Linked DNA regions of Mus musculus: regions 1, 2, 3 and 4 are each linked to region 5. The links are chromatin contacts, called in public Hi-C, HiChIP or PLAC-seq and promoter capture Hi-C maps. All regions are on one chromosome and are shown on one strand. The core of a region is the stretch at or near the end of the contact, and the rest is flanking DNA. Distances in the headings are between cores, read along the strand shown. Region 1 holds the start of Atp5k (ATP synthase, H+ transporting, mitochondrial F1F0 complex, subunit E). Region 2 holds the start of Tmed5 (transmembrane p24 trafficking protein 5). Region 3 holds the start of Barhl2 (BarH like homeobox 2). Region 4 holds the start of Zfp644 (zinc finger protein 644). Region 5 holds the start of Btbd8 (BTB (POZ) domain containing 8).

What was found. Promoter capture Hi-C pulls out the DNA fragments that hold promoters and counts their contacts. A called contact is a pair of places that touch in the nucleus more often than the background predicts. HiChIP or PLAC-seq counts read pairs in DNA pulled down with a chosen protein or histone mark.
Region 1: a promoter capture Hi-C map of erythroid cells shows a contact between it and region 5, with 6 times the contacts expected there. The contact joins the promoter of Atp5k here to the promoter of Btbd8 in region 5. A contact is called at or near these places in 1 of 39 promoter capture datasets (erythroid cells), 3 of 484 Hi-C or Micro-C datasets (B cells, CD4 T cells and CD8 T cells) and 2 of 9 other capture datasets (adipose tissue and liver).
Region 2: a Hi-C map of regulatory T cells shows a contact between it and region 5, with 7 times the contacts expected there. The contact joins the promoter of Tmed5 here to the promoter of Btbd8 in region 5. A contact is called at or near these places in 1 of 39 promoter capture datasets (pre-B cells) and 2 of 484 Hi-C or Micro-C datasets (both in regulatory T cells).
Region 3: an H3K4me3 HiChIP or PLAC-seq map of embryonic stem cells shows a contact between it and region 5, with 9 read pairs. The contact joins the promoter of Barhl2 here to the promoter of Btbd8 in region 5. A contact is called at or near these places in 4 of 39 promoter capture datasets (embryonic stem cells, liver and stem cell-derived epiblast-like cells) and 3 of 115 datasets of contacts at active chromatin or transcription factors (astrocytes, embryonic stem cells and large pre-B cells).
Region 4: a contact with region 5 is called in a Hi-C map of muscle stem cells, with 4 times the contacts expected there. The contact joins the promoter of Zfp644 here to the promoter of Btbd8 in region 5. A contact is called at or near these places in 5 of 39 promoter capture datasets (the 3T3-L1 cell line, the C10 cell line, liver and 2 more), 7 of 484 Hi-C or Micro-C datasets (CD4 T cells, CD8 T cells, the G1E-ER4 cell line and 4 more), 4 of 115 datasets of contacts at active chromatin or transcription factors (astrocytes, embryonic stem cells and memory CD8 T cells) and 2 of 9 other capture datasets (adipose tissue and liver).

The regions. Positions count from the first base shown.
Region 1 is chr5:108,431,946-108,437,552 of GRCm38.p6, forward strand. It overlaps Atp5k (ATP synthase, H+ transporting, mitochondrial F1F0 complex, subunit E), which reads right to left and starts at 2,454. Exons shown (of 4, transcript NM_007507.3): 1 at 2,381-2,454; 2 at 2,081-2,135; 3 at 1,786-1,884; 4 at 1,301-1,392. The coding sequence starts at 2,416. The coding sequence ends at 1,367. It overlaps Gm34319 (a long non-coding RNA gene), which reads left to right and starts at 2,456. Exons shown (of 3, transcript XR_003955776.1): 1 at 2,456-2,578.
Region 2 is chr5:108,129,999-108,135,390 of GRCm38.p6, forward strand. Tmed5 (transmembrane p24 trafficking protein 5) reads right to left here and starts at 2,622. Exons shown (of 4, transcript NM_028876.3): 1 at 2,238-2,622; 2 at 20-117. The coding sequence starts at 2,426. It overlaps Ccdc18 (coiled-coil domain containing 18), which reads left to right and starts at 2,916. Exons shown (of 29, transcript NM_028481.1): 1 at 2,916-3,000.
Region 3 is chr5:106,456,748-106,462,187 of GRCm38.p6, forward strand. Barhl2 (BarH like homeobox 2) reads right to left here and starts at 1,419. Exons shown (of 3, transcript NM_001005477.1): 1 at 479-1,419. The coding sequence starts at 1,094. Gm33151 (a long non-coding RNA gene) reads left to right here and starts at 1,845. Exons shown (of 2, transcript XR_389476.3): 1 at 1,845-2,141; 2 at 2,696-2,992.
Region 4 is chr5:106,694,275-106,699,362 of GRCm38.p6, forward strand. Zfp644 (zinc finger protein 644) reads right to left here and starts at 2,556. Exons shown (of 10, transcript NM_001363318.1): 1 at 2,258-2,556; 2 at 1,369-1,425.
Region 5 is chr5:107,435,890-107,441,420 of GRCm38.p6, forward strand. It overlaps Btbd8 (BTB (POZ) domain containing 8), which reads left to right and starts at 2,041. Exons shown (of 18, transcript NM_001378266.2): 1 at 2,041-2,256. The coding sequence starts at 2,108.

The DNA of each region.
Region 1 (5,607 bases), core at 1,204-3,703, 1.0 Mb after region 5:
GAGGGCACATCACATTTGGCCTGTTGAGAAACTCTGCTTGCTGGGCCAAGGCTGTGAGCAGAGCTGAGATCAAATGCAAGTGGCCTGAATGCTTGGGTGGGACCCTAATGAAGGAAGCAGCCAGCAGCTTTGTTTGCTGTTGATGCTGCAGCTGTACAGAGGAGCCTGGAAGGTAAAGCAGGGGCAGTCCAATGGGCCCTCACAAGACTAACCTCTGAGATGGGCACTATCTGCCAAAGAACAAGCTTAAGGGAATCTCAAAGAATCTGTCCTCCTGACAGGCCAGCACTAACTGGATGGGGCCATTCCTGGGAAGAGAAGACATCCGGAAGTTTGCCTTTAGCACTATGGGGCATAGGGGTGGCAAATTTAACCCTCAGAGCCCCAAATAGTGGGATACCATGAGCAGCTCCTCAGCCTCTAAAACCAAATAAACAGCTCTGAAGTATGTATATGCTGGCTCTCATTACATTTGTAGATCTACTCACTTTAAAACAAAAACAGGCTACAGACCTAGAAAACTTATCCAAAGCCCAGAACAGAGAGGTAGCAGTAACACTTCTAGTTTGCTTTTGGTTGTTGTGATAACCGTAACCAAGAGCAACCTGGAGGGTTTGCTCTATTTGGTTTACAAAGTCTCCGTCAGTCGAGCAGAAGCAAGAGCCAGGAATCACGGAAGAACACTGCTTTCTTATAGGACCATCTGCCCACTGGGCTGGGCACTTCCACAAATTAACCATCAATTAAGAAAATGCTCCACAGACATGTCCACAAGCCAATCTGATAGACAAGTCCTCAACAGAGGCTCCCTCTTCCCGGGTGTCTAGTTTGTGTCAAGTTGACAAGAACTAACTAGCACCCCAGCTGGACACAAGGGCCTAGTCGTCCAGGCCTCCTTGAATAGTTCAGCTTTAGGTCACTTTCTAAGAACTAGAGAAGAATTATCAGTTGGGGGCACAAGACCCACGTTATTGTGAAGGCATCAACACCCATCCTCCTGTACTGGGCCCGAGCTGCTGACATAAGCAGAAGAGTGCAGATCAGAGCAGAGCAAGCTGCTTCCAGGAGGCTAGGCCACTCCAGGGATTACCCCGGCATCCCTGGAGCCCTAATTTGGCCTTACCACTGCACCTTCACATGCCCCAGCACTTCTCGCTTTGTCTGTGTGTCTGGTAATGATCATTAATTCCTTTGAAACTCCACCCACTGCACCCCACCCCCGACCCTCCCTACCCAAGGAAAAGCCAGGATGCAACCACAGAGCCGGTACCTAGAAGCAAACAGTAAAGAGAGAGGAAGCCACAGCATCACACAATGAAGCTTTATTCGTTCTCAACGACTAGAGAAAAGCAAGCTCGCTGACGCCTCACTTGAGAATGCTGTCATCTTGAGCTGAAAAGTGAGAAGAGACCATGTCAAACATTATACAGACTTGGGCCACCTTACGGGGACTTGGGCTTTAAACAATCAAGAATCTAATTCCAAGAGAACCCTAACTTCATTACTAAAACCATCCTTTGCATCCCCAACTGCCTTCTCCATCTGACTGGAATCCACAGGAAGTCAACACAGAGGGGTCAGAGAGCCTGCTCAGCAGTAACCTCTCGAAAGGCAATTTGCAGATGCTACCCAAGAGAAGGGGCAGTATGCCTCTCACACTCCACTGGGCTCCACGGAGGACAGCACTGGACAAAACAGTCATGGGATGAGAGGCAGCCCCTGGTCCACTAAGCAGCAGCTACTTCCAGAAAACTCGGGGGTGTTGGGAGAGGCTAAAAGCCATACCTTCCGCCAGTTCTCTCTCAATCCGTTTCAACTCATCTAGTCTCTTCTTTTCCTCCGCTGCTATTCTCCTCTCCTCCTCTGCCCGGGGTTTTAGGTAACCTGGGGGGGAGTGGAAGCAATTAACTTCTCTGAAAATGCTGCTTCGTGAAAAAGCCGACTCCAAAATCTCCAGATAGCTGTTCCCACCTGCCCCCCTCTAGGGCCTGGCATCATCTCCCTCCCAAGGAACTGCAGGCTCGAGCAGTGTCACACAGCCTTTCACCCGGAATCCCGTTCTCCCGGTCCCCAAACTCACTGTAGCGCTTGGCGCCGTATGCCATGCCGATGATCAGAGCGGAGTACCGGCCGAACTGCAGAAGAAAACATTATAGTAGAAGGCACACCGAGGGAACAAGGGGATCGCAGGGGTCGGACATCGAGGAGTACTGGGAGAGGGAGTACGGGGCGGGTGTGTGTGCAAGGGTTGCAGGGCCGGGATTGCTCGAGACCACAGCCAGCAGTCCCAAGGGTGGGCAATGCTAAGTCACGGGAGGGGAGGGGAAAGGGGGCATAGAGGAGCTTTGAGCACCGCGCAACAACGGGGATGAGGATTCACCTTGATGAGTGGAGAGACCTGAACCGGGGGCACCATTTTGTCCGTGACCTTCGCGCCGGAAGCTCAACTGAGGCGGAAGACAGAGAATGAAAGCCGCCTCCTGAAGCCAGAAAGGCGCATGCGCCGCAGTGAAAGCGCTGCCCCCTAGCGACTGGAGGATAGCCGAGCGTTCCCACGGGGCTGGTTACTACTCTCCAGGTAGGAAGTCTAGGCTGTTAGTGTAAGCTGGCTTCAAAAGGGTGGTGACACAGAGCCTCGTTACTTCAGCACCGGCGTGTAATGACTGACCAGCCCTGGAATCTGTCGCCCACCTGTTGTGGACTGGAGCACGCAAACAATCCCTTTATCTCTTGGAACAGACGAGCACACCTGGCCGACTCCAGCGGCCCATTGGGTGCGGTGGGTTTGGGCATGAGATTACAGAACTTGTATTGGCCCTTCCTGAGAGGTCAGCAACCTTCCAGGGCTTTCCTGCAATTTCCGGCATTGGACACATATGTCCTCCGACCAGTGTTTTCTCGCCCAGAGCTCCTAATTTCCATTGGGCTTTACAGGTAATGTTCATCCAAATGAGGCTAACCCCTGCATCTCCCTGCCCACACTCTCAGGACTACAGATCCTGAGTCCTATTGACCTCCTTTTCAGGCCTCATAGAGACTGACCATGGAGCACCCAGATTGCCAAACTTACCTTTCTGCAGTCCATGTCCCCAGAGTGGGTACCTCTCTAGCAGCCATGTCGGTCTAGACCAACCCTTTGTGATCCCTTTGGCAAACACTTATCTCCAAAAGTATTTACATTATGACCCATAACAGTAGCAAGATTACAGTTATAAAGTAGCAATGAAAATAATGTTATGTATGGGGAGGGTCACATAAGGAGCTGTATTAAAGGGTCACAGCATTAGGAAAGTTGAGCATCATTGGCCTGGGATGGGGCAAGATGGAGACAAGGTGATTATCAGCTGTGTCTATTGGCAAGCATCTTTGTGTACATCTGTCATAGTATAGATTGTAGCCACCCACTGAATGGCTGGCTTTACCCCAATGCCCCATAGTGACTTGAAATCTTCCTAAGGCTGTTGATTGAACCAGCCTCCTCAGTTTTGCATTGCACCAGGGCTTGGAAAGGTACACAGTCTGTAGGGATGGGGTATCTTTTCCTGACTCTTTATAGTCCATACTTATAAAGAGAACATAATTATGAATATAAAGTGGATAAAATGCAGCAATGAAAACTGCAGGACTCATAATAGGTACCCAGCTCTCCGGGGCCATCAGAAGAGGAACCATTGCCCTAGGCTCTGGAACTTTGCCTACATTTGATCTGGAGTCAAAGCCCTAGTTCTTCTCTGTTAGAATCCTAGAAATGTTCCTAAACTGAGACGAGAATTACCCAGGCCATGTGCCACAGGTGCTCCACATACTCTTACCTTGCCTTTGAGACGTTCCTCACTCCCATCCCTACCTGAGCCACAGTGAGATTCCTGCCCTCCTGCCAACTCACTGCTCCCCAAGGAAGCTGCAAAGGCATGCTAACCTACAAGGCACCAAGTAAACTTCCTCACCCCTCATGGTCATCTACACATTGAGCCCCCTCCCTTCCCTGATCTTGAGCAACTGGTTAGATAACTTATGTGATCAAACAGGTTTCCCTCATTAAATCTTAAAATAAACCTGACTCCTTAGCAGCTCAAGCTTCCAGAACTGCAAGTGTCTTTGGGGGTCCAAGGGGAGTGTGGATTGAGGGGTGGGTACCAAGGGGAGTGTGGATTGAGGGGTGGGTACCAAGGGGAGTATGGATTGAGGGGTGGGTACACAGAAGCTACATGGCGTAGAGGCAGAAGAGGCTTACAATACACACATTGGCACAAGCATACACACGGATGGCTTGACATCTGCTGTTGCTTGGGGTCATTTGTCAGGCAGTGGAAGTGGTTAAGGTTCCACATAGCTCAGGACACCAGTAGGAGGATTCTGCACCTGTTGGGGACAGCTGTGTGCAGAATCTAAATATTCCCAGTGTGCTGCTATCTTTAGTGCTGTGCCCAGGCTCAGCCAAGATCCTCCCTTGGGTCTTGCCCTCTCAAATTCAGAGCTTACCACCCCTGTAGCTGGGCTGAGCCCAACTGAGGCCCTTTACTCTCAACTATCATTCCCACACCTGGACAAACACCCACCTCTGGTAATGTGGAAGATGTCACAGTTTAGAAATGTACCAGGGTAGGAGTTACCCAGCTATCAGATGCACAATCCATTCCCACTTGTCCCATCTGTGGCTGCTGAGGTCCTACTTCCTGCTCCTCTTATTTATGCTCTAAACTATGGGACTGTGGGGGCTCTCATCTGCTCACTTCATTGTATTCTCTGAACATTTTCATCCCACACAGCCTGCAGGCTCACTCCCATATCTCCTGCCCTTATTCTCACCCCAGAAATCCCGTGTCTGGCATCAGTGACAGAATGCAAGTCATATTGCTTCCCTGAACTCTGCCTATCAGATGAGTAATGGGAAACCTGAGGGCCGTGTCAAGACTGACCCCCTTGCAGGCAGTCTAACCTTCTCTAAGGCTCTTCTGCCTCAGAAATGTTCTTGCCCATGACCCAGCTACAGAAGGGCCAGAAGTGGCATCAGAATGCCACTAGGTCTGCCAGTTAATAAGGAAGTAAAAAGTGCCATGAACACTTTATACACACAGAACAAATCATAAATTCTTTACCAGGCTATGGTGGCACAATCCTAGCACTAGAGAGGAAGAGGCAGGCAAATCTCTTGAGTTTGAGGCCAGCTTGGTCTACAAAGTGAGTTCCAGGTGAGCCAGGGGATACACAGAAAAGCCCTGTCTCAAAAACAAAACAAAACCTGACAAAGCATACATTCTTGGGCCAGGACCATTTATCTGCTGGTTTTGAAAAGATAGCACTCTATCCTCAGCACCTCTGGTTTCTACTGCCCTAGCAGAGCCCAGTTGCCTAGGATGAATGAGATGCCCAGCCTTGGCCAGTAATGTGGCACATGCCCTGGAGATGTAGCATCCTTGGCAGAGTAAAACTTTCTGGTGCCTGGGCTGAGAGAAGGGTTACCACTGGCCTACCTGAGCTCACTCTGCAGTTGTCCAGTCCCCTGGGATGGCAGTCTTCAGCCTGTTCTTGTAGGAAGGGGCAGCCAAAGTCTGTCTTATGGGACCAGGAATCTTAAGACTGGCAGGAACTGGATCCTGGGCAGGC
Region 2 (5,392 bases), core at 1,372-3,871, 690 kb after region 5:
AGTGTCTCAATCAACTTACGTATGAACACCATCTGATTTTCTTTGTTCAAAAACTAAGGTTCTGCCCTCTGGAGAGGTAAGGTGGAAATCAATATCTAATTCTCCTCCATCTAAAACCTAGAGAAGAGAAAAATACATATTACAAACTTTGAAAATACAAAGTTCTATCAAATAAACCATGTGATGTCAAGATTTTAAAAAGATTTTATCTATTAATGTATTTATTGGAAACAGGGTCTCTTTATGTGGCCCCGGCTGTCTTGGAACTCACTATGAAAACCAGGCTTGGCCAGCCTTTGCTTCCTTCGGAGTGCTGGGATTAAAGGCATGCATCCCCATTTAAAAGATGTGCACGTGGAGGCCAGAGGTTGACATCCTGTATTGTGCTCCAACTTACTTTTGAGACAGGGTCTTATTACATAGCCCAGGCTAGCCTTACCTTGTCATCTTCCTCTCTTAGCCTCCTGAGTATTTAGAATTATCAGCATACAGTACCATGCTTGCTTGCAAGGAAAGTTCTGATGAATAAAATTTCTTTTCTTACCTAGATTCTTTCACTAAACCCATAGCTGGTTTCCCTGTGCCTAGTTTTACTTCCTTTAAATCTGCCTTTCACAGTCTACCTACCTATCTGCTTAATCTTACATGGCCTTGCAAAAAATAAGGGAAAAGGTATTCATCACAAAACACATTTATGGTCCCTTCTGCGTTGCCTCGATGTGTGGTCTATTTTCTTCCTTTGCTACTCCTACCCTAAGACCTGACAGTCTTCAAAGCTAATAAAACCCCAGTACTTATAGTATGCCTCGGAACACTTAAACTATACATCCTACAATCACAATGTCTAGTCAATTCTTCCCTTTTCTAAAACTGGCCTCATTCCTTGCATTCTTAACTCATTTTCAGATTTATTTTTATTTTCTCCAACAATCCTATTCTCTGAAAACCAAAAATCATGCTTTATTCAAATTGCCTGTAGGATGTGATGGTTCATGCTGTAATACCAGTCCTGGGTGGGGGGGGAGGACACGACTTAGAGAAGGACTCCTGTGAGATCGGAGGCTAGCCTGGGCTAAATACTGAATTCAATGCCATTGGATACATAGTTGAAACCTTGTCACAAAAACCAGAGCAACCAACCATCCATCCAACCACAGCCTACCAAACCCATCAAGCCCAAACAAAGCCTGCCTATGAACCCCCAAACTCCTGAGAACCAGGTTTTTCTCAGTTTGTTCCTCCTCCTGGAACAATTCCTTGCATACATTAATTGTTCAGTAAATGCTAAACTTTTGTTCACAAGTGGAAATCAAGAAATATTAAGCTGTAACCTTAGTTGTGCTGAGATTTTTGTATATTATGACTTTAGATACTTCCTGTAATTACTGTAAACATCTATAAATAATCCCAAAGGCTCCACATATAAAAGTTTTACATAAGAATTAAAAAAAGATTTAATAATAAGCGTATTCTGCTGATACTAAAAAGAAAACAATGACACGGGAAGAAAGCTGACAAAGTTCAATGGAAGAAAGGTCATACACTATTATCTTATTTGATTTCAAAGTGATGGATGTACACCCGGGATGACAATGTACCACTAAATACAGCAACAGTCCATTTCAACACATTTCAAAATCTGACTTAGAGATCTTCGCATGGACACAATTCAATACTCCCAAGACTGGGTTTCACTATGCAGCCTTGACTGTTCAGAGATCCACTTGCCTCTGCCACGGGAATGCTGGGGTTAGAGGCGTGTGCCACCACTGCCCAGCCACAATTCAAAACATCGTGCCGATTTTATAATATCGGGATTTGGTGAAAGTGGTGAGAGTGAGTCAAACAAGTGTTATCACTTCGTCCAATAATAAAGAAGAACGTGTATCAACCCCTTACAGCGAACTTCTCAGAACTGTAGGGTATGTAAACTAGCTTGAAATGGCTTGGGGGAATTAAGAAACAAAGAGTAACGCCATTGACGTCACCAGTGCTGGCCTCTTTCCGACCAGAGGAAAGGGAAGAGAGAGGGTAGGTGTCAATTTTAGGACTGGCCAAACTTGTGAGTTCCAGGCTCCCAGGAGCCCCGCTTAAGTACGCCTGCGCCAAGCAGGCCAGTTTCCCAGGAGACCCTCCTCGGATTCACCTCGGTCGCTGTCCCACCTTTTCCAAGTAGGTGAGAGGCGACCATGTGGTGCGGCCCGGCCCAAGGAAGGCTAGCCCACTTCCGCACTTACTTGGTATTCGATCTCCAACGATGCCTTCAGGGGCATGGGCTGGTAGAAACACTCCTTCCGGCCGGCCGGCAGCGTGAAGGTAAAATCACTGTCCAAAGAGGGTGTGAAGCCGGCCGCCCCGCGCAGCAACGCTGCGGGCAGAGCGGACAGGAGCAGCACGGGGAATGGCAGCCACATCCTGCCGCCCATCCCTGTCGATCTCTGCCTGGACGCGTGTAGGGAGGTGCGGGATACTGGTGTCTCCGATTTGAAATCCCGATCTGAGGGAACTTCAGGCAGCGGCGAGCCTCACTCTCTTGGAAGGTGGAAGCACTGCCTTCCACTGGGCCGGGCGAGGGCGGGGCCAGCGTCCCCTTTCGGCTGCCTTCTGGGTTTCGCATCCTTCCTTCACACCAGACTTGTCGGTTTCGGCTTCCCTCACACACGCCAATCAACGTTGGCGGGGGTAACGACGGGAAATGTAGTCCGAGGTGACCACGGCACGCCGCTCATCCGCGCTTCCAGACTCATTTCCCGGCATGCCCTGCGCCCCGCTCCCGTTCGCAGAGCCCCGCGTGGTGGGCGGGGTCGGGGCCCGGGAGGCGGGTCCCAACGGCTGCCGCGGCGGTTCGAACTCGGCGCCTCGGAGGTTCGCTGGTTCTCCTCATCGAGAGTCAGAGGCTTCCATGTCGTGGGCTGCGAGAGTGTCCCAGGCTTCCGAGCGCAGAGGAGGCTCGCGGTGCGCCGTGGTCTGGGGACGCTAACCCCGCCTGCGATCTGGGTGGTGAGCAAACGCCTCCTGGCTGGAAAAGGGCTTTCCCGAGGGGTTTGTTTTCTCTTGGGACAGTCGACCTGCGCCTGGCCTGCTTGTGAGGCGTTTTCTTTTATTTGAGGCAGAATCGGAAAGGAGGCTGCCAGACTTTGCTCTACTCCCTACAGGCAGATGGAGGACCTCTTTCTTGAAATAAAATACTGTATAAAACCATGTACTCTTTCTCAAGCGGAAAGTCCTGTCACAGGATTTTATAGAGTGTAAAGTGCTTGTCCTTCGCTCGATGAGTGTGCGTGTGTGAGAACTCATTTTTCACTAGACTTGAAGATACGGTTGTCAGGGCCGCCCTATAGGTAAGATGATAAGCCTTTCTACGTACACATACTACAGGTAAACGTAGGAAAATGAGGATGTTTAAATACCAGACGTATCCAATTCTGAACGGCTAGAAAATTCTTACGTGAAAATGCACAAGTTGCTGAACGTAAAAGCCTGACTTAAATGGTGTCCTACAGTACTGATCAGCATTTTCTAGTCTCAAGTTTCTTCTTTTCTCTCCTCCATTATTCTGTACGAAGCTAGAGATGTTGCATAGATGTGAAGTAGCATGGATTCCTGAGCCACTGACTGGGGAAGTCTTCCAGCTTATGCAGAAGCAAATTTGTTAAAAAGAAAACCAGAAACAGGGTAGAAAAGGGTAGAAACATTTACATCTACAAAATATCTCGTTTAATTTTAGGCCTCAACTTTTTCCAATAAGGTGCGAGGTGTTTTTTTGTTTTTGTTTTTTTTTCCAATCCACCCTACTCCTGAGAAATTTTGCGTGGGAAATTAATGTACCAGGACCGTTTTTACCTGAGTGAGGGAGGGAGAAGGCAGTTTATTCATTTATCCGTTCAAAATAATTGAGTTTTCCTAAGTGCATTACACTCTTGAACATAATAGGTGGGAATTAATAATATCTGTAACCCAAATTTTAAGAAAGGCAATGAAAGAGGTGCTACAGTGAAAAAAAAATTAAATGGAATATGAGAGAGAAGTGAAATTGTAAGATTATGCAGAAAGTTCTATAGTAGGAGTGGAAATTCTAAAACTTTTTAGTTTTTATTTTAGTAATTACAATAATAAAGCATCCTTTACTGTGATTTCAAGAATATTAATTTTACTCTGTGTCTGTGGGTGTTTGGGATCCTCTGAAACTCGAGTTACAGACCATTGTAAGCTACCATGTGGGGGCTGAGAATATCAGTGGCAACCCTTTGAAAGAGCAATGCCTTTAAACCCAGAGCCATCTCTCCAGCCCATCATGATCTTTCTTTTTTTTTTCTTTTTTTTTTTTTTAAGATTTATTTATTATTTATTATATGTAAGTACACTGTAGCTGTCTTCTGACATTCCAGAAGAGGGAGTCAGATCTCGTTACGGATGGTTGTGAGCCACCATGTGGTTGCTGTGATTTGAACTCTGGACCTTTGGAAGAGCAGTCAGGTGCTCTTACCTGCTGAGCCATCTCACCAGCCCCATGATCTTTCTTTTATGGCCAAGAAACTTAGTTTCATGCTCACAGGTTGGTGCAGCAAACAGTTCACTGCATGTAGTTCTATGAGTTGAACTGCTAACTGTCATTTTTGTTTTGTTTTGTATTTTTTTGAGACCATGTCATACTATACAGGCCAGGTTGGCTTTGCGCTCACAGAGACCCACTTGCCTCTACTTCCCAAGTGCTAGGATTAAAGGAATGGTAACCATATCCACTCTCTACATGTCATTTTGATCTGTGATTATGACTCGCGAGTGTTGTTAAATTTTACAACCACTGTGAATGGGAGGAGATAACTTACCTGGTAATAATAGCTTTTAAGAATTTATGGAAGATTTTTGTTTTGTTTTGTTTTGTTTTGTTCTTTTTTGAGACAGGGTTTCTCTGTATACCCCTGGCTGTCCTGGAACTCACTCTGTAGACCAGGCTGGCCTCGAACTCAGAAATCCACTTGCCTCTGCCTCCTGAGTGCTGGGATTAAAGGCATGGGCCACCACGCCCGACAGAAGATTGTTGTAACATCAGATATCCAGGGCTTCTAAAGTTAAGTTTTAACATCTCATATTGAAGTTAATTAGAAAACTATACCTTGATTCAAATCTCAGATTGATCCTCTAAAATTGTGTGACTTTGAGCAAATTCATCTTCTACGAAAAAATTGCATCCATTCATTTGTGTGTGTCTGTGTGTGATGAGTGTCATGACTGTGGAAGGCAATGGACAACCTGTGGGAGCCTCTCCTCTACCCTGATCTGTTGGTCCTGAGGAGCACCCTCGGTTCTCAGTCTTGGTGCCAAGCACAGGTTTTTCAATTTTATTGCTGTGAGATTATTTTAATTTATACCATAAAATCTTCAGGCTAAC
Region 3 (5,440 bases), core at 169-2,668, 980 kb before region 5:
GTAAAAATGAATTGCTCCTGTAATAATGTTGGAAATTTTTCTAACATTAAATCAGACAATTCCTGTGACGGCATTTAGAAAACATGGAGGGGGCATTTGGAAAATACTGGGGTGGTATTGCATTCAAAAATAAACATCAAGTTGTGATCACAGACCTAGACAACCACAACTGGCTACCAGCTTCTCTCCACCCCTTCCCACTCCCATTCCCAAGGTCTCAGCTAAAAGAAGAAAAAAAAAAAATCCCAAGTAAGCCTCTGTTTTCAACGAAAAGTGTCTCCCATCCTATCTCTTCAGTTACCACCTTCCTCCAGCACATTTAAAATTAAGTAAAACAAAGAACGGAGCCGGATGGCCGCAAAGGTTGTGGGGCAGAAATGTAACCAACAGAACTTAAGGTGCGTCGCTAAATCGCACGCCTAGGCCCCTCTCCTTCGGCGGTCACTCAAGTGACCCGGGCAGCTCCGGCGCAACTCACCGTGGCATTTGATGTCGCTCTGGGGGTCTTCTCTCTTGTCCAGCTTGGTTTTGCCGTCCTCCTGCTCAAGCTTTGGCCTGAAGCTCTCGTGTGCCGCGTTGCTCTCCTGCTTCGGGGTGTGATGAGGAGAAGAAACGCTGGTGCTGTAGGGTGCACAAGCCGCCAGGGGTTTGCTGTCTCCCAAGATGTCCTTAATTAAAAAGGAAGAGGTGGAAGTCCTGGGGGCCGCGGCGGCCGAGCCCAGCTGCTGGGCTGCTGACTGCGGCTGCGGCGGCGGTTGCTGTTGGGGCGAAGGCTGCAAACTTTGCGCGGGGACCGCGGATGGTGGCGGCGGCTGTTGGCTGTGGTGGAGGTGATGGTGATGCTGGGGTCCGTCTGTCACAAGATGCGGCTCCGGGGGTTCCAGGGTGACCGAGATCGGTGAAGAGGGCGCCGTTCCCACGGTATCAATCTCCGAACAGGGTGACGGGGTGGCCTGGCTCCTAAAATCCGTTGTCCTCGCTTCACCGAGCGATCGGAAATCCCCGTTCATCATGCCGGGGCTCCCGGAACCGGCACCGGACAAAATAGTGTCTATTCCAAAACTCGACCCGCTGGCCCCTTCCATTGCTGTCATTTCTACATGAGGTCCACGCTACTCCGCGGATCAGCCGCCGCCGGGACCAAGCAAGGGAAACTACCGATCGTAAAACAAAATAGACACTAAAAAGCGTTGACACTGCTTTAAAAAAAAAAAAAAGTGGGGAGGGAATGAAGGATAATGGGAGGTGACAATTGGTGGGCACTTTCGACTCAACTTTTCCCCCTTATACAAAAAGTAAAGAGAAAAAAATTTGAGGGGAAAGCCCCCAAATGCCACAAGCGGGAAGGTGTGCTCCGCTCCGCTGGACCACCGCGCACGTGGGCGGTGGCAGCGGAGAGCAGCACCGAGACTAAGATGCTGGCCGCTGGAGCAACCCCGCCGCCGCCACCTGCACCGCCACCGCCGCCGCCTGGGTCTGCCCACTGCCCGATCCCGGGCGGCGGCGGCGGCGGCCGGAGCAGGTGCAGCGACCGCTAAGGCCGGGCGGTCCCGGAGGTGACCGCCGTGCGTGACCCGGCAGTCCCGGAGCCGAGTTTCTGAACTTTGTTGGAAAGTTGCGGAGCGAACGCGGCCGCCGCCGCCCCGGGAGGAGGAGAAGCAGCGAAGGAGCAAGCGCGGGCGCAGGAGACCGCGGACAGGCGGCGCCCGGCGACTCCCGCCGCTGCCCCGCGCGTTGGCTTGTCATCCGCGGGCTCGCGGGCGGCGCCGACCCCCTCCCGTGACGTCACGGCCCCCGCCGCCGCTCCCCGCCCGCGCCCCCGCCGCCCGGGCCCCGCGCCCCATTGGCCGCTGCGCGCCAGCCAGCGACGCCGGCGTGCCGGGAGCCAATGGGCGCGCTCCTGGCCAGCCCGTCAGCAGCGCGCCTCGAACCCCGCTGCTCTTTTGAGAACCGAACCTCGGTGCGCCCGCAGCCCTGAGCCCAACGCCTACTCCAGGGGTCCAAGTGGTACCCACTGTAACGAGTACCCGGCCAGGGAGATGGGGAGAGACCAGAAGGGCACTGGAGAAGGGAGCCCCCGGGCGGGAAGCGGGGAAGCAGTACGGATCGTTAGATGTGCCCGTGCTAAGTCAGATTGGAGGGTGAGTGGAGAGGCCGCGAAGGGCAAAAGGATCCTGCGGCTCCCGGTGGCCTGCAGCGCAGCCCCGCTCGCACGGTTCCCAAGCACGCTTGAGCAGAGCGGAAACACGAGGAGCAGGGGATAGAGGTGCTGAGGGACCCCACGGGGAAGTGTGTGACACCAGAGCCAGAGCTCCGCGTGGGCCTGCAACGTCTGAGCTCTACTCTCCCCACAGGAGCCGGTGCGCTCCAGCTCGGTCCAACCGGGTAGCAGATCCAGGAGAGGCACTGAGCTGGGGGGCTACATCTTTGACCCCCCTGTCGGGAAGGATCGGGCCTTTGGCTCCAAATCCCGCTTTGTCTCCAGTCAGAGCCTGTGCTGGAAGAAATGCCGGGCCAAGCACTTTCTCCCGAACCGGGAAAAACCCCGGGCGAGGCGTTCTCCAGCGGCGCGGGCAGCTGTGGTTCCCTGCGGCATCAGGCTGCTGTGGGGCCGCGGGAACTGGGTGGCTGGTCCGCAGCCTGAGCTCCCGCAGCTCCTCCCTCCAATGCTTCCATCCCCTCCCCACTGTGGCAGGCCTTGGTTTTGGAAAGGAAACAGTCACCGCCGATCCATTTGGGACCTGGAACGCGACTGTGACGCCGCCTTGTCGGAGGGTATCAACTTGCATTCTTTCTTCAGGACGTCTCCAACCTGTCTCTTGTTGAATGTCAGAGTAATGGGAAGCGCCAGTGACAAGCCGGCGTATTACTCCTGATTAAGTGCCGTGTCAACCTAATTAGCAGAGTAATTATAAGGTGCTAATGAATGATTCAAAGTTCTTTGAGTTACATTTTACTCCAAATTACCATTTTTAAGAACCTTATGAATCTGCGTGGTTGGCATCGTTTCCGTGACCGTATAGAATGATGTCAGTAAAGGACAGGGTTTAGTGGCGATTATGGACGTCGCCTTGCTTTTCTTTTCTTTTCTTTTCTTTTCTTTTCTTTTCTTTTCTTTTCTTTTCTTTTCTTTTCTTGTCTGGTTGAGGACCCTCTTGAGAGGTATCCCGGAGGCATATGACCTCCTGAGATCTTCCTTCCTCCGGGGTGAGTCCCAGATCTGGAAGATGGTGGTGATTCATCCTAAGGACATCTAGATCTTTGGTCCGGGTTGGGGTGGGGGTGTCTCCCGCGTTATTTCAAGAGTGTGTTGAGCTGTTTCCTACCGTCATGGTGTCACTTATCGTCCCCCTGTCTCTGAAAAGGTACTGAGGCTACCAAGACCATCTAGATAGCACTCTCCTTTCTTAGGCGAGCAGACATTTATTTATCACGGAACTACGGTTGGTGAGCCGAAGCCAAGACGTGCTGCAGGCAGACGCTGGTGGCCTGAGGGATCCAGGAAACCCTCTATAGCCACGTGGCTCGCCCCCGCGGGTGGCGACGGGCCTGTCTAGGCTGCCGCCTCAGAGTCTTTAGACAGTAGTAGTCTTTGGCGCCAGAACTGGGTGCTAGCCCTGCAGACCCTCCCAGGTTAGGCCTTGGTCTTCCCTTCAGAGCTTGCGACCACGGGCTGGGGTCTGATTTTACTGAGGCAACTGATCTCAGACTCCCAAGCCCCGGATAGACATTGTTGGCACCCTGAGCCCCTGGCACAGATGACCCCTGCGGAAAGGGCGGAAGGGTGCCTGGAGTGCGGCAAACGCTACTCTTCCTTCCTGGTCCGTTATCGATTAGAGTTTCCATCACCCCCAAAACAATCCAAATGAAGCGCTCCTCGAGCTGGGGGCCCCAATTCACAGCCAGCTTTCGAAAGCGAGGAAGGGGAAGAAACATTTAAAATCCAGTACTGACGGCCCTGCACAAATCAATTATTCTCGACCTTGATAAATAATTCATTTAAGCCTGTTTTTGTTTTGTTCCAACGCCCACAACGACTCAAGAGCTCAAAGGCTGACGGCACAGCTTGTGCGGGGCAGGTCGGCAGGGTGTTTTTCTTGGAATAATTCGCAACATTGGCAGGGAGGCGATGGGGATATGACCTAAGAAAAGATGGAATGTGAAGAGAAAGGAAAAGAGGGCCTCTGTGTGTGTGTGTGTGTGTGTGTGTGTGTGTGTGTGTGTGTGTGTACGCGCGCGCTCAGGGGATGGGGATCCATGAAACTCCAAAGCAAACTCAGTAGGCCCCCAACCCTGTGAATGTTTCCGATTATATTTTTAAAGAAAAGTCAATACCAAATTTTCTAGGGTTGGAGAGGTTAGCTCTTAGTCTTCAGAAGCAATTGTGGTGAAGAGAATATGAGCCACTGATTGGGATCCCAGGGAATGCGAGGAATGTCCTCAAAAATCAAAGGGGACAATCTTAATGACAAATCCCCCAGAGCTATGGTTAACTTTTCTCGGTTCTTCCCTACCCCAGATACATATCTGTTTTGTTATCATTTTCCTATAGGGTATATGCAATGTATACCTAAAAAGTCATTTTCTGGCATACAAAAAAAGCACTCGCTTTTCATCTTTAAAAATGAATCAAAATTCATCGGGGGGGGGGCGTGGTGATGCATGCCTTTATCCCTAGTACTCTGGAGGCAGAGGCAAACCTCTAAGCTCTAGGCCAGCCTGATCTACACAGTGAGTTCCAGGACAGCCAGGGCTACAGAGAGACCGTCTGGTGGGGAAACAGGTTTATTTCTCTTGTTTTCAAGCAAATAGATATGGTGCATTGGCTGAATTTTAAGTACATCATATGCTAAACTAACATAAATCTACAAAGAATCTTCCAACTCCAGACCCTCATTGTCTTTCTTCCTTTGCTTTCTTTGAAAGAAAATTCTTAAATTGGGAGAGGGTTTTTGTTGTTGTTGTTGTTGCTGTTGCTGCTGCTGCTGCTCAGAAAGCAGTTTATTTGCTAACTGTGAATCACAGCGAACCAATTTCATTCCTGATAGTGCAAGACACATCAATACCAACGAACAGAAAAGATCTCTACCCTTCTGACCCCAAAGAAAGATCCAAACACAAAACATGAGTTTTGTGTGCAGGACATCTTCCACCACCCACCTTTACTGTCTAACTTTGAGATTATTTTAAACTGGAACATCAGATTTTTTTAATGGATTTTAATTTTGATGAAATTTGCCAACAAATTATGATGAACTTGAAACTGTTGTTTCCTGTCCTGTGAGCCTTTAAAGAATCTCTATGACAGGGCCAGCTGACAGAAATGGGATGCAAAGGCGCCTCTCTCCACTGGGCGGCGCCAAGAACCCCAAACCCATGTACCTTGCTATTGTTTCTTTCTATAAAAGATGCAAGATACACAAATAGGCTCTCCATGATC
Region 4 (5,088 bases), core at 1,306-3,805, 740 kb before region 5:
AATTACATAACATTAAATGTATTGTCTCAGAAGGTCTCACTAATGACACTTTAATTAACGGGTATGCTCAGTAATGCCCCTTGTTTTTAAAACCACTACCAGGTGCTAACAAAACTAGAACTAGGGTAGGAGTTAGAGACCGTCTTCCATCCCAGCATTAACTCGCTCACTACAGGGCTAAGGCCATGAGTAAGAACAGTAGCTCTTGGCCATCTTCCTTTCTAATACTGTATGATCCAGGGGACACATCTGATTGTTAGCATATCTCCTGCCTCCTAATACAAAACTTCTCTGTATTTGAAAGAAAGCTAAGAAACGAGGAAAACTAAAGTTTTAAGTAATGTTAAAAAGTTTAAAGATCTAGCTGGGCGGTGGTGGTGCACGCCTTTGATCCCAGCACTCCAGCACTTGGGAGGCAGAGGCAGGCAGATTTCTGAGTTCGAGGCCAGCCTGGACTACAAAGTGAGTTCCAGGACAGCCAGGGCTATACAGAGAAACCCTGTCTCAGAAAAAAAAAAAAGAAAAAAAAAAAAATTCAAAGATCTAAAGGTGTAATATTCCTTCATGTGATTATATTAATGGCACATACAAGGCACCAGCTCTTTTGGAATTCACACTTCAGTATTACTTGAAATACAATGCATGATGCAAACACAATATAAAGTACTTAAAACTTTTTACAGCCATATTTTCAACAGCAACATACAAACTGCATTAGTACCAGTCAAGCACTCAGGTTTCACCAGTTTAAAGGTCTACACTGAATTATAACTTCAATATAGAATCTCCATTTCTTTCTTACCAAACCTACTGGAAATAAGGTACAGCTGTATAGCTGACACCTAGTTCCCTAGATACTTACACATGGCCCTGAAGCAGGTTTTCTTGATCTGGGGAACTTTAGTTGTTTAGGTTCTGAAACACTTTCCTTCGTGGGGCCAAAATTAACTAAACTACAACACGATTAAGGCAAATCCAACACATCTCCCAGATGCAGTAAACTTGGCATCAGTCAGGACTGGCCACAACACGTGATGGTGTTTGGATACTTCTGTGGAAATTAACTTGTGCACACAACAGGACCAACATCATTTCAGGGCCACAAGCCGTGGGCATCCCCTCGTTGAGTTTTATCACATAAAATTTGAAAGCTAATACGAAAGTTTTATAACAACTACATTTAAGTCAGTATTATTTTAACAGTTGAAGAGAACTTTTCCACTAATGTCGCTAAACCATGGATGGATCCCAACACGAGAGTCGTCTGTGGAAGTCTCGCAACAAGAAACCACCTAAGTTTCCAATCACGGGGAAGGGTCTGGGACAACTCATCTTCATGTTCTCGGGAGGAGTGGACGGAGCACACACCTGCTTTCCTCTGGCAGAGATTAAGCTCCCAGGGACACAAAGGCCAGGGAATCAGACCTGGAGAGGCAAAAAGCTTTAGCTAGATACCCACCAAGCCCCGTGGCCACCCAAACACTTCGAGTGTTTTTTTTTCTTTTTTTTTCTTTTTTTTTTACCTCTTGGAGTTACTTCTCAGGCACTTAGCGGCACAAGATGTTGCAGACCAGTGGGAAGAAGGGGAAGGCTATGCGCTCTGGTCCCAAAGTCAGGGGAGGGGTGTGGACAGTTACCTCCAGGGCCGGGGCTACAGGCCCGGACAGAGTAGCCTAGCCGCGCACGGGGCGCCGCCTGACTGCTCTCGGACCGCCCCCGTTACTCGGGGAGTTACAATGGCGACCGCAGGGCTCCCCGGACCTCCGGGTCTCGGCCCCCTTCCCCCTACCGCTCACTGGCTGCTCCGCTACATGTGACTAAACAAAACCCCCCGAGTCCAGAGCCCGGCTCGGCCCCTTTGTGTCCGCCACCGGATCCGCCGCCGCCGCAGCGGAAAGGCACCCCCCGCCCCGCGCGCCCGCCTCCGAGTCCCGCCCCGCGGCGGCCGCCGCCGCTCACCTAAGGTTCCGCGGCCCCCCGCGACCGCCGCCTCCCGGACCCCGCGGCCCGGGCTCCTTGTGCAGCAGCAACTCCGCCTCCTCGGCAGCAGCCGCCATCTTAGCCTGTGCGGCAAAACGCGTCCTTTCCGAGGGTTGGGAGCCAGCCTAGGGCGTAGCTCCCCGGGCCCGAGCGCCGCGGGCCGGGTCCCCCCACAACTTCTTCCGCCACCCTCAGTCCCGCCACCGCCTCAGCCCGGACGTCCGAAACGCGGCCGGGGCCGGGGCTAATCCGACCGAATAAGACCCCCGAAACTCACAGTTTGGTGCCGTGTGCGTCAAACCGGGGCGACGTTGGGAGCGCGCGGCGTCCCCGCGTCACACGCCGCTCTGTACGCTACTCGGCTCCAACGGCCCCCTCCGCTCCCCGCTTCTCGCCTCCGGCCTCGGTTCCCACGGCGCAGGCGCGCGGCTTTCCCGCCTCTGCCTGGCCGCCGGCCGCCGGGGGAAGCCAGCGAGGCGCGCCCGTGCTCTCGGGCCGCCGGAGCTCCCGTGCCAATCAGACCCACGGGGGGCGGCAGCAACGCTGCACCGCTGCTCTCCCGTGCCAAAACCAAACAAGGTCACCTCCCCCAGCGGTGACCTAACCACTCCGGAGGAGGTTCCCGCCCCAAAGTAGGCACGCTCCAAATATGGTGGCGACCAAACTCTGCAAGACCCAAGTACCAGGAATGCCTAGGCCCTTTAAGGTGGAATAGGCCCATCTCTGGTGTCTGCAATCGCTAGTTTGCCAAAAACCTGTTCCCTTTTCCAGCTGTTGAAAGAACCAGCAACATATATCAGGCCTACCTTGGAGAACTGGCACAGACAGGTTTTATGATGTTAAACAGGCCAGGTGGCAAAAGCATCAGGTATAGAAATTCAGTTACCCAGACAAGACACCCAAAAAGAAGGCCCGGATTTGGGTTCCTTGGACTCTGCAAGGGCAGATTCTGCACTAAGGAACATGCCTTGATTGTCCAAATTGGAGTCATGCAAAGAGACGTCAGAAATGCTGGTTAACTCTTCAGGTAATCAATAGATTCCCCAGAGGGTCTTCTAAATCTCCCTTTTAACAAGCATTCAGCCATGGGCTTCTGAGGGAAGCAGCGCACTAATTAGAGGTATTCGCTTTGCTTTTGAACCGAGTCAACAAGTTCCTAACCTGTTGAAGGTGAGCTAAACGTTCTAGAATACTCTGATGGGCCTGCCTTACTAAATTCTTTGGTTTCGCTGAACTTTTTCTCATGAAAAACTTTAAAACGTTTTTTAGTAGTTAAGCAGTAATCATGAACTATGCACCTCCAAGCCTTCGAGATATTATTAACATTCACAGGAATACACCATAATTACATTTATTTGTCAAGAATGGGAGTATCTTTCCTGAAAAACGGTGCCTTCAGAAGCAGCAAATGTATCCCAAAGAACGAACATTTCACTATCCACTCTAATTATTTCGCTTGCTAGTAACTGCTGACAACTAGAGTTCATGCTGTGTGTGTGTCAGGCATTCTTGTCACCTGTTCAAGTTCATTACAACCTAAAGTGGCAAAGAGAGATTAGACTGTTGAGCTGTTTCAAAATGAAAGCTTTCCTTCATATATACGAATAGATAGATACACAACAAATAAATCTGTGTCCATTTTCAGCCAACTGCTTGGAGGAGATGCACTTTAGAGACTTATTCTCATCTCATGAGTTTGGGTTTTGCTTGAATGTATGGCTGTGCACCGCATGCTTCATGCCTGGTACCACAGAGTCCAAATGAGCCTCAGGAAGGACCTGAAACTGGAGCTGCAAATGACAGGCCATCATGTGGAAATATCACAAGGGACCTGATCCTGAGTCCCCAGCAAGCACATAAGGTACTCTTGGCCAGTGAGCCATGTCTCCTGACCCACCAGGTCTGTTAACCTGCAGAACTCAAAGGCCTATCACCTGGAACCAAGCCTTGCATACTTCAGGGCACATTTCAGATATATAAAATATATCGATGTATGGGATCTCCAGATACTTTGTGTGTGTGTGTGTGTGTATTCAGATTATATAAAGTGTTGAATAAATGAGTTTCCATAGTTCTAAGAAAAGAGTCTACTTTCATCTTAGTAGGGAGTGGGGAGGTTAAAAACATAAAGCTTTTAAAATTATAAACAAAAGCTCTCATGAGAGTCAGGCACGGTGGTGAGTACCTTTATTCCCAGCACTATGGAGGTGGGGGAATTGCTAATTTGAGGCTAGCCTCGTCTATAAAGAGACTTCCAGAATAGCTAGGGCTACACAAAGAAATCCTGTTGAGAAAAATAAATAAATAAACGAATAAATAACCTCATAAAACAGAAAATAGACTCAGTATGCAAATACTTTCCTATAAAATATATCTAAAGTTTAATTGAACTGGGGAGATGGCCCAGGGGGCAAAGCGCACTGTTCAGTGTGAAGACTAGATGGAGTTCAGATTCCAGAACTCTTGTAAGAGCTGGATGGACATGACATCAGGTCTGTAACTGTAGCCTGTGAGGCTCAGAGACAGGGATCCTTACAGCAAGCTGGCTAGCCAGACTCACTAAATGCTCTTGGTTCAGCAAGAGACACTGCTGAATACATGAGATAGAAAGCAATCAAGGGGGCTGGAGAGATGGCTCGGCGGTTAAGAGCACTGACTGCTCTTCCAGAGGTCCTGAGTTCAAATCCCAGCAAACACACGGTGATTCACAACCGTCTGTAATGGGATCTGATGCCCTCTTCTGGTGTGTCTGAAGACAGCTACAGTGTAGTTATATATAATAAATAAATCTTTAAAAAAAGAAAAAAGAAAGCAATCAAGATGTCATATCAACCTCGGAACTCCACAGGCATGAGCAATCCAGCACGTAGACGTCGTACCACCCTCGGGACTCTAGGCATCCATGTATGCAGGTGCACCCCTCCACATATGTGTAATCACTCACTCAAAAACAAAGGAGCATGTTTACTGTCATTCTCTTTAGCATCTCAAACTCGGATGCTGAGAGAAAGGAACACTGAGCCAGGGAACCTTACACGTAGAACGTTGAAGCAGTGCACACAGAAGGACCTGTTAGTTTTGTTAATTTCAAAATACCACAAGGAAACA
Region 5 (5,531 bases), core at 791-3,290:
GATTGATAGATAGGAAGGAGAGCAGAGGGAAGGAAGTAGGAAAGAAGAGGGTGGGGGAAAGCAGGGGTGGGGTGGGGGGAGAGCATAGCCAAAATAGCAGGGTAAGCCCATGAGCTGGAGACATTTACTGTTGTGGAGGAGGTAAGAAGGGCAGCATGTTGACACGAACTCTGAAATATGTAACAGGTACTTGTGATAATGAGGGAGCCTGGAGGCCAACATGAACTTTGGTATGCTAACACACACCACAAATGGCTTCACAAGTTCCCGAGGAATGCTGGACTTTTGTCTAACCACCAGAATTTGGAGAGATGGAATTTCATTTGGGCCTGACATATCGCACATTTGCATTAATAAAAGCAGATCCTAGCTTGGAGTCTTTAGAGCCACACGCTCGACTTAGAATAGTATAAAAGCCTTACAATTTAAGGACTATTGGGGTGGGGAAGCCCTCAAAAAAATGGCAGATAACTTAATAGTTGTGATATGAAACCAGATGGGGCAGTGGAGTTAGGCATGAAAACAGGAAGCTGTGAATCATGAGAGGGTTAACCTTCACTTTTTTTTTTTTTTTTTTTGGTTTTTCGAGACAGGGTTTCTGTGTAGCCCCGGCTGTCCTGGAACTCACTTTTTAGACCAGGCTGGCCTCGAACTCAGAAATCTGCCTGCCTCTGCCTCCCAAGTGCTGGGATCAAAGGCGTGTGCCACCACGCCTGGCCCTTCACATTTTCTTAATCCAAATCATTTATTCCTCAAAGCTAAGTAGGTGTAATGAGCACAGTAAAACAAAACAAAACAAAACAAAACAAAAAAACATGCATTTTAGATTTGTAAAAATAGCTTAGCCAGGAATTCCACTGAACTCAAGGCTGCACCTGATAACCAAAACCTAGTGGCACCACTTAGATAATTAGACACAGCCCTAGAATCCCGTTGACGCCAGTAGATAGAATGTAAACAGAGATTAAGAGTCTGCCCTGTGGCTGGAGAGTCTCTCCCAGGATCCTGACCCTTAATCAAAGACTGTTAGAGTCGTCTGATACAGGCTGACTCCATGACAGGCTTCAAATTGGCAGTCCAGGAGACTAGGCCTAAGAACTGGGCAAATCCAGGCAAGCCCAGGCAAGTCAGTTACTAGAAAAAAACCCTGGCTTTAGGCAGCTGGTCAGAAACTGCCCTGCCATCAGAAGCTGTCCTGCCACCTGGCCTGAAGCAAGGGCAAAGGGTCAACAACAGTTTCCATCCCCCACACCCTGGTAACGGAATATTCTTAGAGATGGAGCAAGATGAAGGTTATCTATCCCAGAATCCCCTAATGTGCTTAAATCAGGCCTGCGAGCTCACTTGATTGTCTCTGTCTTGGTAATGGGAGACCCCAGCATGCTGGACTTCTGTAGAATAAAACACTCTTTGTGTTTACATACTATTTGAGTCCTAGGTATCATTCCTTGGCGAATCATGGACCCTTATATAACCTTCAGCTAAGATACATCACCCAGTTAAGCAGCCTTAGGGAGATGGCCTTGGGACCATAGGAATTTAGGGCATGAACCTTATGTGATGACCCTCGGCATACTAAAATATAACTTGTGCTATACCAACTATGCCTATCTACCTCCTTGCTCAGGACATTAATACTCACTACTGGAAAACTCTTGTGATCCCATCCCCCACCTTACCCCCAACCCCCATCTTTCATAAAGAGGGCAGAGGATGCAGACACCCCAGAAAGAACACATACAAATTCTTCTCACATTGATTTCAAGTCACTTCTCCATAACACTCATTAAACGGTTGACTTAACACCAACCAGTAAGAAGAAAGAACAGATTACAGCTCTGGGGACCTTCCCTTCAGGTCAGTTAGGAGGGCGCAAACAGGCCAATGTAAACAGAGCGAGTGCGCCTGCGCAGCAGCGCCCGGTCACGTGGCTACGGGCTTTGAGTCCTAGGCGCGCGGTGCCTGGTCCGCAGCATTTAGGGACCGGCTGCAAACTAGGTGGGGGCGGGAATTTTCCTTCCGGGGCGGATTCGGCTGCGCGCTGTTGGGCTCGGGAACGCCCCCGTACCGGTCCAGCGCGGCCTGGCACCGGGGTTCTGCGGCCGACATGGCCCACTGTGGAGCGGGAGGTGCGGCCCCGGTGGCCCTTCTGAGTTCCCCGGGGCATGGCAGGAAGGGGCTGCCCAGGAAGGGGCCCGGGGAGCGGCGCCGGCTGAAGGCGGCGGTGTCGGAGCAGCTCAGCCGCGACGTGCTCAGGTAGGAGGCGGGAGCAGCGCTGCTCACTCCCTCCCCGCCTCGCTGCAGTCTCGCTGGGCGCCTCCCTCCCAAGGAGGCTCAGCCCGACCCAAGGAACCGGTGTCTAGGCACTCAGAAGGAGGACAAAAATTAGACCTACACGATGCGTTGCAACCAGTGTTTCTAAGGTTCACACACCGGCAGTGGCTGTTGCTGAGTTCGGGCTGCGTCCAGACCCTGAAACACATACCATGTCTTTAAAAAGTTGGAAGAAAAATTATTCAATTAGGAAAACGAGTGTTTTCTTGACATGAAGGACCGAACCGTGTGCCTTTAACGGGGCAGCTCAGGGTCACAGCTACCATTAATTCCTCTATGCTCTTAGCAGGGAAGGCATAATTCTGACAGGTGGGCAAGATGAACCCGGCCATCAACTAGTGGGGGAAACACATACTGCTGTACTGAAAATAATTCTGGCAATAGCTCTGCTGTGCAAACCTCCCATCCACCCAAGTGGTCAGACTTGCAGACTCCTGTCTCTATTTAAATTGTTCAAAGTGCAGACTGGGGCTGGAACTCGATTTAAAGATGACGGCATATATGAAAATGCATCTCCTAAGGTGTGTATATAAGTTAGTAAAAATTTACTCAAGGCCAGCTCTTCCTTAGGCATTAATTAGCCATACGCAGACCTGTGATAAGTGCGGGAGTGATTTCTTACTGGGAATGCGTATTCTTTCTATAATAGTGTGGGTGATGAGAACCAAACCCAGGCCCTCTGCAAGAGCAATGCTGCTAACCTCTGGATCATTTCTCTCTTATTGCACAATACTTTCGTTTGCTTATTTGGGTTTCGTTGTTTTGTTTTTTGGGTTGTTTTTTCTCAATGTAGCCCAGACTGTTCAGGAACTCACTCTCTAGACCAGGATCACAGATCAGCCTGCCTCTGCCTGTCATTAGAGGCATCTGCCACCACACCTGGCTTTATTCTACAAATCTTACTGTGAACAACTGTGGAAATTTGGGGATCTTCACGTTGAGCTCATATGTTTATCGGGAAAAAAAGCTGAGGTCCTCTTCTTCATAGTCTTCATAGTCTCATTAATAAAATGATTTTAAAAACAGAGTCAATAGGCAAGCTACATGTCTTATCAGCTGCCTGGAAGCATGGGGAAGAGAAAGCCGTGCCTTTTATATCAGGTCTAAGAAAGCTGGTAGGCTACCCAGTGGAGAACAGCTGCTGTGTGATGTGTGAGCTACTTCCAAAGAACAGTGAGAAAGTCCAGAGTGTATGGGCCAGTGTCTAAAAGAAAAGGATAGAAAGGAAAAGAAAACCTTATGCTTTGAGTTAGGACTCAGAAAAGCAGGCAGGTTTCTGTTGTTAGAGGAGCCCATTTGCCAGTGGTGACTACTCAGACACAGTTTCTAGCCAATTGAAAGTATTTGTTCCTATTGGCTGGGACCTAAGTGTACTCCCAAGCATTTAGGTGAGGGGCTTTTAAAGCCACTTCCCCTGTATTGTGCAGCTGCAGGGGGAATTTTGCACAAGCAAACACTGTAACAGAACTTGAGCAGTTAACTGGAGGGGAGGTCTGCACAGTAGGCAGTTTAACAAAAAAGCTAAATTGGCTGGAATCTGTTGACCTTGGATTCCTACAATAGAGTTGGTTAACTTTTTTGTGGGATTCTCTATCAAGGAAACCAAATGTTAGTTAAACCTGAAATGGCCTCAGCAAGAATATGAGATGGAGGAGCCTCTGCGCTGTCTTGCGCTGTCACAATGTCATCATGCTGCAAGTGGCTGCACTGAAGGATGGGCTTCTGGGGAGGAAAAGTATATTATCTCAATATTCCTTCTGGGGGTTGTGCATTCTTAAAGGTACCACTTGCTACCTGGATTATCATACAATTTCTCCACAGAAGTTACCTTGCTTAACTAGCACATGAAGCTAATGTCAGCTTAGTATACAATCCAGTTCAGATGAGATTAAAGTATTGAGATTTATGATAAAAAGCCAAGGTCATATAAGTAGATTTGAGCCTGTCCTGGTTAGTTTTATGTTAATCCGACACAAGCTAGAGTCATAGGAAAGAAACTCAATTGAGAAAATGCCTCTCCAAGATCCAGCTGTAAACATTTTCTTAATTATTGTTTGGGGAGGGTCCCGCCCATTGAGGGTGGTGCCACCCCGGGCTGGTGGTCCTGCACTCTATAAGAAAGGCTGAGCAAGGCAGCAAGCAGTTCCCTTCTGTGGCCTATGCATCAGCTCCTGCCTCCAGGTTCCTGTCCTGATTGAGTTCCTGTGCTCACTGCTTTTTAGTCCATAGAACTGAGTAAAATAAACCCCCTTTCTTCCCCAAGTTGCTTTGGTCGTGGTGTTTCACCACAGCAATATTAGTCCTAACTAAGGCAGATTGTTTTATCTTGAAGATATTTGTGGTTATGGCAGACAAAATGACAGAATGTGAAGGTAGATAGGTTAAGACTGTAGATTATAATAGGGCATTCTTGTGTACTTAAATATTTGGGATGGATTCTGAGGGTAGTTCAGAGAACTGTTGGTGTTTCTAAAAAAACAAACAAAACAAAACAAAACAAAAACCAACCAACCAAACAAGAAATAGAATTAACATTGAGATCTTGACTTTGGGAAAAGAGAAATTAGAAACAAACAAGCCAGGTAAGAGATTTTATGGTAGCTGAGGGCTACATGCTGGCAGTGGAAATGGAAAAGTTACAGGTTTGTTGAGTGAATATATGTGGGCGAGCCGAGACAGGGAAGAACAGGAAACAGCTCCAAATCCTAGGACAGTTGAAAAAGAAGTATATATGAGTATTCGGGAGGCTGTATCCTGACGACAACTAGACGTGCATCTGAAGAGATGAGCTGAAGAGAGCTCAGACAAGCAAGTACAGATGAAGGATTGGTGGCATCACCAGAGCCCAGGTTATCTATCCAGACCAGAGATTGTTCACCTTCACTCCTACATCCAGCCAACGCCAGTTACTACCCACACGTGTTTTCATTTCCTCCTCTCTGCCATCATGGACCCCACCTAGCTCAGGCTCCTGGCATCATCTGTTTGTACTGTAAGGTGGTTTGTCCTCCTCGCTTCAAGTCCCGCTTTACCCAGCTAACGGCTGATAATTTGCCTGTTAGTTGGCTCTCCTCTTCTAGGGTCTGTATACGTTCTTTGCCTCTTTTTCACCTTCATGTCTGCAACTGCAGAGTCAGATAGGAGGATGTGGGGTTCGGCTTTAAAAGCCCCTTGCTCTTTCCCACACCCAATCTGCA